Linked DNA regions of Sus scrofa: region 2 is linked to region 1. Evidence: chromatin contacts called from public Hi-C data. All regions are on one chromosome and are shown on one strand. Each heading gives the region's core, a stretch centred on a gene start, on an enhancer-like site or on the middle of the called end of the contact. The rest is flanking DNA. Distances are from core to core; before and after follow the strand shown.

Region 1 (5,050 bases), core at 428-2,927:
CTGACAGTGGCTGGAGTTGGGGGGCTGTCCCTCCCACCTGGGCTGCCACGTTGCACCATTCAGGGCCGCCAGTTCTCTGCAGCCCCTGCAACAGGCTCAGCACACCCCCTCTCTGGCCGTGGGCGGGCTTCAGTCCCCAGTACGCCGCCCCCGCCCCCGGACTGGCACAGCTGCCTCCCCTCTATGAGCTGGAGTAATTTTTCCCTCCTCAAACCCACAGGCAGCTTGGAGCTGGAAGCGACGCTCTCGCTTTGCTCCTCTGTCTGTCTAGCTCGGGCTCTGGCAGGCTCCCCCAGCCTCCCTCCCCCACGGCAGGCAGTGCCTGCCCGTTAAGAGCTCAGGTTCTTCACAGACCGCCGCTCAGATCCTGGCTGCCGCCTCTGGCCACTCCCCTGGGGACCTTGCGGGAATGACATCACACGTGGAATGGGCCCCACTTAGGCGGTGGTGTGAGCTGTCCTCACTCCGACACTCCTCCCTCTAGAGGAAACACCTGCTCTGGGGTCCTGCGGGGACCTGCCCCACGTCCACGGTGCAGGGGGTGCGGGGAGGGGGCAAACTCAGGGATGCTTCCTGAAGACCCACCTTGCTAAGGAGGAAGGAAAGGCGGGGAGCTGGCAGGGGGCTTTGCCTGGGCTCCTGACTGGGCCCGGGGCTCTTCCTCTGGCGCCCCCTGCCTGTGCTCCTGCACAGTCGTGTTCCCCCGCCCCACTGCCCTGCGCCCCTACCCTCCCTGCTGAACCTGGGGCGGCCTGCACCCTCCATCACTCCCACACCCAGTAAAGCCTCAGCTCAGCATGGGAAGGGGACCAGCGCTCCCCAGAGTCAGGGCTGCCTTGAATCCTCCTGTGGTGGTGCCATGATCTTGGCCTCTGGCCCACCCGGGCCAGAACTGCTCACTCTCCTCTCCCTGCTTCCTGCTCCTCTCAGCCCCTGCCCACCCACCAGGCAGAACCTTCTAGCTCTGTGCATGTGTGAGCACCACCCTCCACTCCAGTAGCCCCCGGCTCAGGGGGCCAGTGTAGGAGGGCCCTTATCCAGCTCCAGAGAGGCTGCATGGTGTGGTGGTTAGGGGCTGGGTCTCAAGAGTCAGAGTGCCTGAGTTTAGGCCCTGACTGCACCCTGGTTTCCTCGTCTGTAAAAGAGGGCTGAATGTGGAGGGGATCTCGAACATTAGAACAGGGCCTGGCCAGAATTTCCATCAGCAGTAGCTGAGGGCCAGGCCTATATGGTGCAGCCTTAATCCTGGTACAGATAGAACAGGGGGCCTGTGTCGAGGGCAAGTGGTGGTCTGGGCAAGATCCTTAGTCTAAGCTTCTGTTGCTTCACCTATAAAATAGGGGATGATAATTGTATGAGCCGATGGGGGGGGGGTCACTGAGAAGATTAGTGAGGCGAAGCTGGTGAAGCCTCGCCTGGTGACTGGGGAGCCCGTAGGTGGCAGGTGTTACTATTACCCTGGGGCTCAGGGAGGTTGAGCCGCCTGCCTAAGGTTACAGATGGGCTGATGGCAGAGCTGGGTTGGCAGCATCACCCACATTCTTGGGAGCCCTGTGTTCATTCCAGCAAAGCCCTGTGTGATACTGAGTTTGCAGGAACACTGCCCTGCAGCTCCACACTCAGCCCCACGTGCATCCCTGGATGTGCTCACCCCATCCTGCCCCCTCTTGTGGCCAGACGTGGAGAGGCCCTGGGCGGGATGAGGGGAGCCCAGGGCAGGGATGCAGGGGAAGTGGGACTTCCCTGGGCTGTGCAAAAGGCCAGCTTAGTCCCCTCTTCAGATATTGATGGGTGTCCCCCCTGAGGCAGACATGATCTCTCTAATCATCACAGCAGCCCTGAGAAGCAGATTGTTAGCCTGGCATTAAAAAAACAAAACAAACAAAAAAACCCACAAAACTTTATTGAGGAGTTCCCATCGTGGCCAGAGGGTTAAGAACCCAACTAGTATCCATGAGGATGTGGGCTCCATCCCTGGCCTCCATCAGTGGGTTAAGGATCTGGCATTGCTGCAAGCTGTGATGCCGGTGGCAGATATGGCTCGGATCCAGTGTTGTGGTGGCTGTGGCACAGGCAGGCAACTTCACCTTCCATTTGACCCCTAGCCTGGGAATGTCACATGCTGCAGGTGAGGCCCTAAAAAGAAAAAAACCAAAACTTTATTGAGACACAATTCACATAGCATACAGTTGGCTCATTTAAAATGTACTTTTTTTTTTTTTTGTCTTTTTAGGGCTGCACCTGCGGCATATGGAGGTTCCCAGGCTGGGAGTTGAATGGGAGCTGTAGCCGCTAGCCTACACCACAGCCACAGCAACACCAAATTGGAGCCACATCTTCGACCTACACCACAGCTCACAGCAATGCTGAATCCCTAACTCACTGAGCAAGGCCAGGGATCAAACCTGAATCCTAATGGATGCTAGTCAGGTTTGTTTCCGCTGAGCCACCATGGGAACTCCAAAACAAATGTTTTTTAAAGGTATTCACAGAATTGTGCAACTATCACCACAATCAATTTAGAACATTTTGACCACCTCTAATAGGAACACTGAACCCATTAGCAGTCATCCCTGTTTTCACCACCACCTGCAGCCTTTGGCACTCAATAATCTTTTTTCTATCTCTATAGATTTACCTATTCTGAACATTTCATACAAATAGAATTATATAATATGATTTTGTGACTGGCTTCTTCACTTACTATGCTTTTAAGATGCATCTGTACTGTGGCATTTATCAATACTTCACTTTTTTTTTAAATTTTTTTGGTCTTTTTAGAGCCACACCCACGGCATATGGAAGTTCCCTGGCTAGGGATCCAGTTGGAGCTGTAGCTGCTGGCCTATGCTTCAACCACAGCCACAGCAATGCGGGATCCAAGCCTCGTCTGCGACCTACACCACAGGTCACAGCAATGCTGGATCCTTAACCCACTGAGCGAGGTCAGGGATCAAACCCGTGTCTTCCTGGATACTAGTCAGATTCATTACCACTGAGCCACATGGCAACTCCAGTACTTCACTTTTGTAATTGTTGAATAATATTCCATAATAGGGATATACCACCCTCTTCATTCATCAGTTAATGCACATCTGTGTTTCTGTTTTGTGGCTGTTATGAATAATGTCACTATCAACATTCATGTACATGTTTTTGTGTGGACATATGATTTCCATTTTACAGATGAGGAAACTGAGGTTCAAGAATGGAAACCTCTTGCCCAGGCTCTCCCAGCTGTGAGTGGAGGACTTAGGCTGGTGATAGGGTTGAAGACACAGGCACTCATTAGAGGCTTAGATTTTAAAGGCCTTTAATGCCACATTGGGCACCAAGGACTTGATCCTGAAGGCAACTGGGAGCCCCAGAAGGGCAGTGTGAGGTCAGATAGACATTAGTTAAATCCCAGTTCTGATTCCTAGAGACCTTTGCTTTAGTTTCGTCATCTGGAAAATGGAATTGACATTAATAATACCTTGTGGGTTTTTTTGTCTTTATTATTTTTTTAAATCTTTTCTAGGGCTGCCCTGGTGGCATATGGAGGTTCCCAGGCTAGGGGTCTAATCAGAGCTGTAGCTGCCAGCCTACACCAGAGCCACAGCAACACCAGATCTGAGACGTGTCTGCGACCTACACTACAGCTCATGGCAACACCGGATCCTTAACCCACTGAGCGAGACCAGGGATCGAACCTGCAACCTTGTGGGTCCTAGTCGGATTTGTTAACTGCTGAGCCGCAACAGGAACTCCAATAATAATACCTTGTTAAAGTGTTGGGAGGATTAAGTGAGCTCCCATCTCTAGAGAATTTAGCTGGGTTGCTGGCAGAGAGCCAGCCCAGCACATGTTAGTGGGTATAATCATCAAAGGTTTCTGGCAGAGCTATGCCAAGGTTGGAGGCGCTTTGGAAGGGCGTTTGGCTGTCAAGTGAGTGGTTCGGGGGAGACTGTTGTGGGGGGCGGGTGGGGAGGCCCGGTAGACTTGGATGGTGACCATGGAGAGCAATGGGCAGGGTTAGGAGAGGTTTACTAACTTCTGCAGACTCTGAGACTTTGAGAATTGCTTGTGAATAATACCTAAATGCTCGCCCGTGGTGGCTCAGTGGTTAATGAATCTGACTAGCCTCCATGAGGACGCAAGTTGGATCCCTGGCCTCCATCAGTGAGTTAAGGATCTGGCGTTACTGTGAGCTGTGGTGTAGGTCCGAGGTGTGGCTTGGATCCCTCCTTGCTGTGGCTGTGGTGTAGGCTGGCAGCTACAGCTCTGATTCGACCCCTAGCCTGGGAACCAACATATGCTGCCGGTGCAGCTGTAAGAAGCAAATAAAATAAAATATTTAAATATATGTTTAAAAAACTAATATCTAAATGCTGATCCTTTTGTGAGTCCCTGGGCCTGGTGCCAAACCACCCATGGGCTGGCTTGATGGCCCCTCTCTGTTCCTCCCTGCAGCACGCCCGTGGACGCCATGCGGGGGGCTCTGACGCCCCTGCCTTCACTCTCGCTACCTCTGCTGCTGCTGCTGCTGCTGCTGCTGCTGGGGTGCTGGCCGAGGGCGGCCGCCGGTGGTGGGGCCGCCGGGGCAGCGGGCTACGCGCCGGTGCAGTACGTGCAGCCCATGCACAAAGGACCGGTGGGGCCGCCCTTCCGCGAGGGCAAGGGCCAGTACCTGGGTGAGCGCCACCCTCCCGCCCCGCACAGTCCAGATCCCCAGCTCTGCCCAGCAGGGACTAAAGCGGAGCCTTGGGCGCGGGGTGGGTGGGGGGGACCCTGGCCTGTGGTGCCCATCGGCCACAGCCCCTCAATTTTCACCAGACTTTCCCGTCTCCACTGCCTTCCTCCCGCTGACCCAGCGCCTCCCACCCGAGACGGCTCGGAAGCGGGTGCAGTGGCTGGTGGAGGTGGGCTTTCGGTGGGGTGGGAGAGGGACGGGGAGGAACGCGGGGAAATGCGGGAAGGTCGGCTCCGATCGGCTCTAAGGAGGGCTGCTGGTGCCCCCTGGTGGCCATTCCACCTCAGTCACGCAGGGATGAGAAGGCCTGGGGAGGTT
Region 2 (5,024 bases), core at 1,407-3,906, 150 kb before region 1:
AGGCAGGGTGAGAGTAGAAAAACCACAACCTACAACTCAAACAATCCCTGCTCTGATGATCTCATGAGAGAGAAGGCAGGATCTAATGAAAGAATGAATGAGGAAGCATTCTGAAAAGTCACTGTTAACTTGTCAGCCCCATGGCTTCAAAGAGTCTAAACCATCCTTAGGTGCCCAACGGGTTAGCTCAGCTAAAAGGCTAGCTGCTTGTTCACAAGCCTAAATGAATCAGGCTGGCAATGCTCCTTCCAGTGGCAGACAGGGGCAGGGAAATGGGCTTTGTATGGCCTTTAATCCTTTCCCTAGACAGCCCCACTCCAGTATCTATCCCAGCTCAGCCATTTCCCTGGATGGCGGTTCAAGGTTCCTCTGAGAGGCTCAAAGTAGCTCCCAGAAGCCCTAGAAAAGTGAAGCCACGAACAATGATTTAGCTGTTTCCTAGCTTCCAGTTTCCATGCCAGTCCTCCTCAAAGGTGAAGAGAGACTCTCAGCTGCCAAGTTTACCTTGGTTATAACACCAAGTCACATCTGCTTGGATCTGAGCCTACTGCTGACACAGTATGGCCAAGAGAGCTCACTCATTGGCCAGGTAACTCAGCCTCAGAAGAGCCATAACCTGAGAGGGAGAGGCTCAGAAGGTGCCCAGTACCCGAGAATGACCAACAGCTTAGAAGAAGAGAAGCCCCAGCAGTGTTTCATTTTGGAGACAGGTCCCTTTCCTCAAAAAAACATCCTGAGCAGTCTTTCTTGTCAATCTCCTGCTGAGGAGTGACAGGGAGGGGCTGCAGCCTCAGGGGAAAGTAATGATATCTTGGGTAAAGGCTGGAGGGAGGCTGGAGTTAGGGAAAGTAAGCAATAAAACTTCACAGATGAAAAAGGCAAGAGCAACCTTTCCTGCTTATGCTGGAATCCAGAAACATCTTAGATAACACTTTCAAGGTCAAGGACAGCCTCTCTGGGGAACACTCATCTGCCAACACTGTACTATTCCAAGCACCTATGTAGCCAGTGCAGTGCCTGCACACGTTTTAACCACAGCTTTGAAGAGACCAATCAAGGCCTCGGTATCAGCTACTGTGTGTGCCAAAGGCCCCCTTGGCCCTTTCTGGTTATCCCCAGACACATACCAGGTAATACTTCTTGCTTTTGGGCGTGTACTCAGGGTCCCACTCCTCCTCCCGGTTTCTCTTCTGAAAATCGTTGTTGCTGCTGTTGTTGTTGTTACCAGAGTAGTTACCTCTGCCCCAGCCTCTCCCTCTGGCTCGAAATTGCTGTGGCAATAAACAAGGGGTGGGGGGGACACAGGACAAAGGGACCATGTAAGGAATGCAGAAAAACAACTCCTTGCTTTCTATTCAAACACTTTTCTGGCACAAAATAGACAGCTGGTCACCTGGTTTCTAGCCATTCCCTTTCTGTACCTCTCAAGTCTGTAGCCTAGACAGAAGTCGACATGGTACGGGGCCTCCCTACACACAGCAGGATGGAGTCGAGATAAGTGAACTTCAGACCAGAAGCCCTAAGAGGCTTTCTGGCTAAGTGATTATAAATAGAAAAAACTGAAAATGGAAAGCCTGGGAATTGGGGAACCACGGATTCTAGGGTTTAGAAACTGGGTTACTTGTATCAAGGGCAACAAAACAGGTATTCTAGCACATGAGTGGAACTGGTGGAAGTAAGGGCGGAGAGAAAGGGAGAGGGGACAGGGGCTTACAAAGGTCCCTCGAGCTCTGCCTCCTCTCTCGCTTGGACCCACGAAGTCTTTGGTCCCCAGTCTTGATTTGTCAAAGCCGGTGGTACTCTCCTCTCTCTCCTCGGTCTCTTCAGTGTACTCTTCTGCTTTGTAGGAGTGGGATGACTGGGAAGAAGAGGAAGATGACCTGGATCGGTCTCGTGCTCTCCGGTGCTTCCTATGAAAACAGAAGAGCCAGAGAAATCAGTCAGCTTCTAGGGTAGGGTCCTTGGCTGGGGGCTCCCGGAGAAGTAGCACAGTGTAATCAGCAGTAGGTCTATGATGAAACAACAACTCACCCCCAACTTTCCCACCCAGGGACACGCCTAGGTCTGAGCCTGGAATGAACATGGGAAATACAGAGGAGGAGGAACAAAACACAGTCCATGGCCTCTGGTAGTTCAGTCTAATACCCAAGCACAAATCAGAAAGGCAGAAGGAAACAAACAGCGTATGTAGAGCCACAGGGTATGTGGCACTGGGACAGGCTTTATCTATTACCATCTGTCTCGGCTTTATATTAGTTTTATTTCTCCTAGGAAGAATGGTACCTGTTTTGTGAGGCTACTCTAAAGATTTAAAAAACAGTGTGCTTAAAACACTTTACACTGATGTAGAAGGCACTCAGTAAATGGCAATTAGGACTATTCAGTAGTATTTCCCCCATTTTATAGACAGGATGTTCAGGTGACAGAGCTGAGCAGACCTGGATTCACACCTAGCTCTAATTATACGACTACTCCGCAAACCACCTCCCACCTTCCACTGAGCTTAAACAGATTGTGTCATTAAGCAGAGGATCTGGTGAAACTCTTCCCAGAGTTATTTCCCTTCCTGCCCTTCATCTGGGGGAAATTACAGACTAGGCAAATCACACTAATACGATGAGTCACAGTCTACGTACTGCCATGTGGTAGTGGAGGAGGGTACCAACTACGTCTAAGGTGGCAGAAAGGCCAGGCTCCCAAGAGGAGAGGAGGCCTTACAGGGAGGAGCCAGCCAAGTGCCAGTAACACATCATTACCCTCCTCCATTATGAAAAGCCCCTGGCCCCCGCCTCCTACCCCAACCCCCAAACAGTTGAGATGATCAAATACTTAATTATCTGAATCCTTCTGGCTCTAACATTTACTCATAAAAAAAGGAAAATCTAAGTTACTTCCACAGGATTCTTACAACTCGAATGTTTGACTCACTGCTAGTTCAAGAAGTTTTCAAAAATAACACTCCAAAAGACCCCAGATTTAAGTCCCAACACTGCCTTTTATTAGCTGTGTAACCTTGGGTGAGCCACCCTTCAGGCATATGAGAAAGAGTCCTTGTATCAACTCAAGTGTGACATACAAAGAGAACAGTGACACAACTGTCATTCTTCTTCTCGCCCCAATCACAAAACACTAGGGTTGCTAGAGACTTGTTCAAGGTTACAGAGCAAATCAGACAGAAAGGAATAAGCGAAAAGAATAAGGATCAGTGATCCAAGGCCAATCCTGAAACGCCTGAGGGCTCCTGCTCCCTTTCCACCAGGGGCAGCACTGACGACTACTGTACCCCCACTTCCGTTCCCTACAGCGAATCATCAGTCCTGCATCTGTGGGGAGCCCCGAAAGCTGCTAGAGCTCGTTCATGCATGAGTAACAGACTGGAAGGGAGACAAACAGAAGATCTGAGGTTTGATGTCAGTCGATACAGTGTGACCTTGGACAAATCATCCTGGGCTTACTTTTTTATCTTTCAAATGGGCAAATCAGGTAGCCTACTCACTGTCCAACGTATCTCAAAGGACTATTATCAGAAAATAGGGAGTTCCCGTCATGGCTTAGCGGTTAATAAACCTGACCAGTACCCATGAGGATGCGGGATGGATCCCGGCCTCTCTCAGGGGGTTAAGGATCTGGCATTGCTGTGAGCTGTGGTGTAGGTCACAGACGCAACTTGGATCCCACGCTGTTGGCTGCGGTGTAGGCTGTGGTGATTGGACCCCTAGCCTGGGAACCTCCATATGGGGCCAGTGTGGCCCCCCCAAAAAAGGGCAATGAATACGAACGTGCTTACCAGTTAAAGTTCATAGACAACAGAAGTGGTGTTGCTTCTTACAGAAAGGCATGAGGTTTTAACTCTGTTACCTTTTTTTTTTTTTGTCTTTTTGCCATTTCTTGGGCCGCTCCCACGGCATATGGAGGTTCCCAGGCTAGGGGTCGAATCAGAGCTGTAGCCACTCCTAACTCTGTTACCTTTAATGAGACATGACTGAAAAGTCATAAACATTCAAAAACCTAAGTAGATGGAGTTCCCGTCGTGGCGCAGTAGTTAACGAATCCGACTAGGAACCATGAGGTTGCGGGTTTGGTCCCTGCCCTTGCTCAGTGGGTTAACGATCCAGCGCTGCCGTGAGCTGTGGTGTAGGTTGCAGACGTGGCTCGGATCCCGAATTGCTGTGGCTCTGGCGTAGGCCGGCATCTACAACTCCGATTCGACCCCTAGCCTGGGAACCTCCATATGCCTCGGGAGCGGCCCAAGAAATAGCAAAAAGACAAAAAAAAACCATAAGTAGAAACAACAGGACCTTGGTATAAATGCCGCCTTATGAAGCGCAACAGTACTACCTTTGTTAAAAGAATATTTGGAACAATCCCTCTCTTGGAAGTGTCTGTGAAACTAGTTTAAAAGGCATTTGAGATCAACGAACTTGTCCTATCCAGTTCCACCCTGTTTCTCCCACCACTGTCATTACCTGACAACAACTTTGAGCCATTTCTAAAACATAACCCCCCAAGATCTGTACTGAGCAAGGACATGACAAAGAACGTGTCCAAAATAAATGCAAAAAGAATTCCCAATGATTCTGCACACTGTCCCTAGAGCCAAATCAACTGCCCATCATCTCCGAGTGGGGAGGCCTCCCTTGGACAAGGATTATGCCTACATTTGTGCAAAAGTTCTGCTTTTAATCCAGGGACCTTACTTGACAGTTCAAAGAAACTGCACACGTGGCTACCGTTTCTAACCCAAGTTCTCTGCCGTGGAGGGTCTGCAGTACAGCCTAATGGAGGGCAGACAGAGGCCACTCAGGAGTCTGAATAAGGTGACAGACAAGGGCTCATGGATGACGTACTTCTGTTTCTTTGATCCTTTATGAGTTTTCTCCGTTTTCTCAGCTGAGCGTTCCCTCGAGTGGCTTGAGTCTCGGGAATCCACTGACTCTCTTGATTTACCTCGTTTAAGATCTCTCTCTTTATGTTTTTTACGACGCTCAATATCAAGGCGGAGATCAACGGGATCATCTTTGTAT

Evidence for each region. A called contact is a pair of places that touch in the nucleus more often than the background predicts.
Region 2: a Hi-C map of alveolar macrophages shows a contact between it and region 1, with 2.2 times the contacts expected there. The contact joins two enhancer-like sites. A contact is called at or near these places in 16 of 47 Hi-C or Micro-C datasets (alveolar macrophages, blood, embryonic fibroblasts and 10 more).

The regions. Positions count from the first base shown.
Region 1 is chr6:92,250,323-92,255,372 of Sscrofa11.1, reverse strand. It overlaps COL8A2 (collagen alpha-2(VIII) chain), which reads left to right. Exons shown (of 4, transcript XM_021095925.1): 3 at 4,453-4,673. The coding sequence starts at 4,469. Among named protein-coding and RNA genes, the nearest start is that of ADPRHL2, 14 kb to the right of the region's middle. Within about 2 kb of position 1,677, at least 13 of the 83 cell types and tissues checked have an H3K27ac peak or open chromatin away from gene starts, as enhancers often do. A contact at or near this core is called in alveolar macrophages, where this site is marked.
Region 2 is chr6:92,405,078-92,410,101 of Sscrofa11.1, reverse strand. It overlaps THRAP3 (thyroid hormone receptor-associated protein 3), which reads right to left. Exons shown (of 12, transcript XM_021095929.1): 9 at 4,848-5,024; 10 at 1,715-1,910; 11 at 1,128-1,271. Among named protein-coding and RNA genes, the nearest start is that of SH3D21, 5.7 kb to the left of the region's middle. Within about 2 kb of position 2,656, at least 21 of the 83 cell types and tissues checked have an H3K27ac peak or open chromatin away from gene starts, as enhancers often do. A contact at or near this core is called in alveolar macrophages, where this site is marked.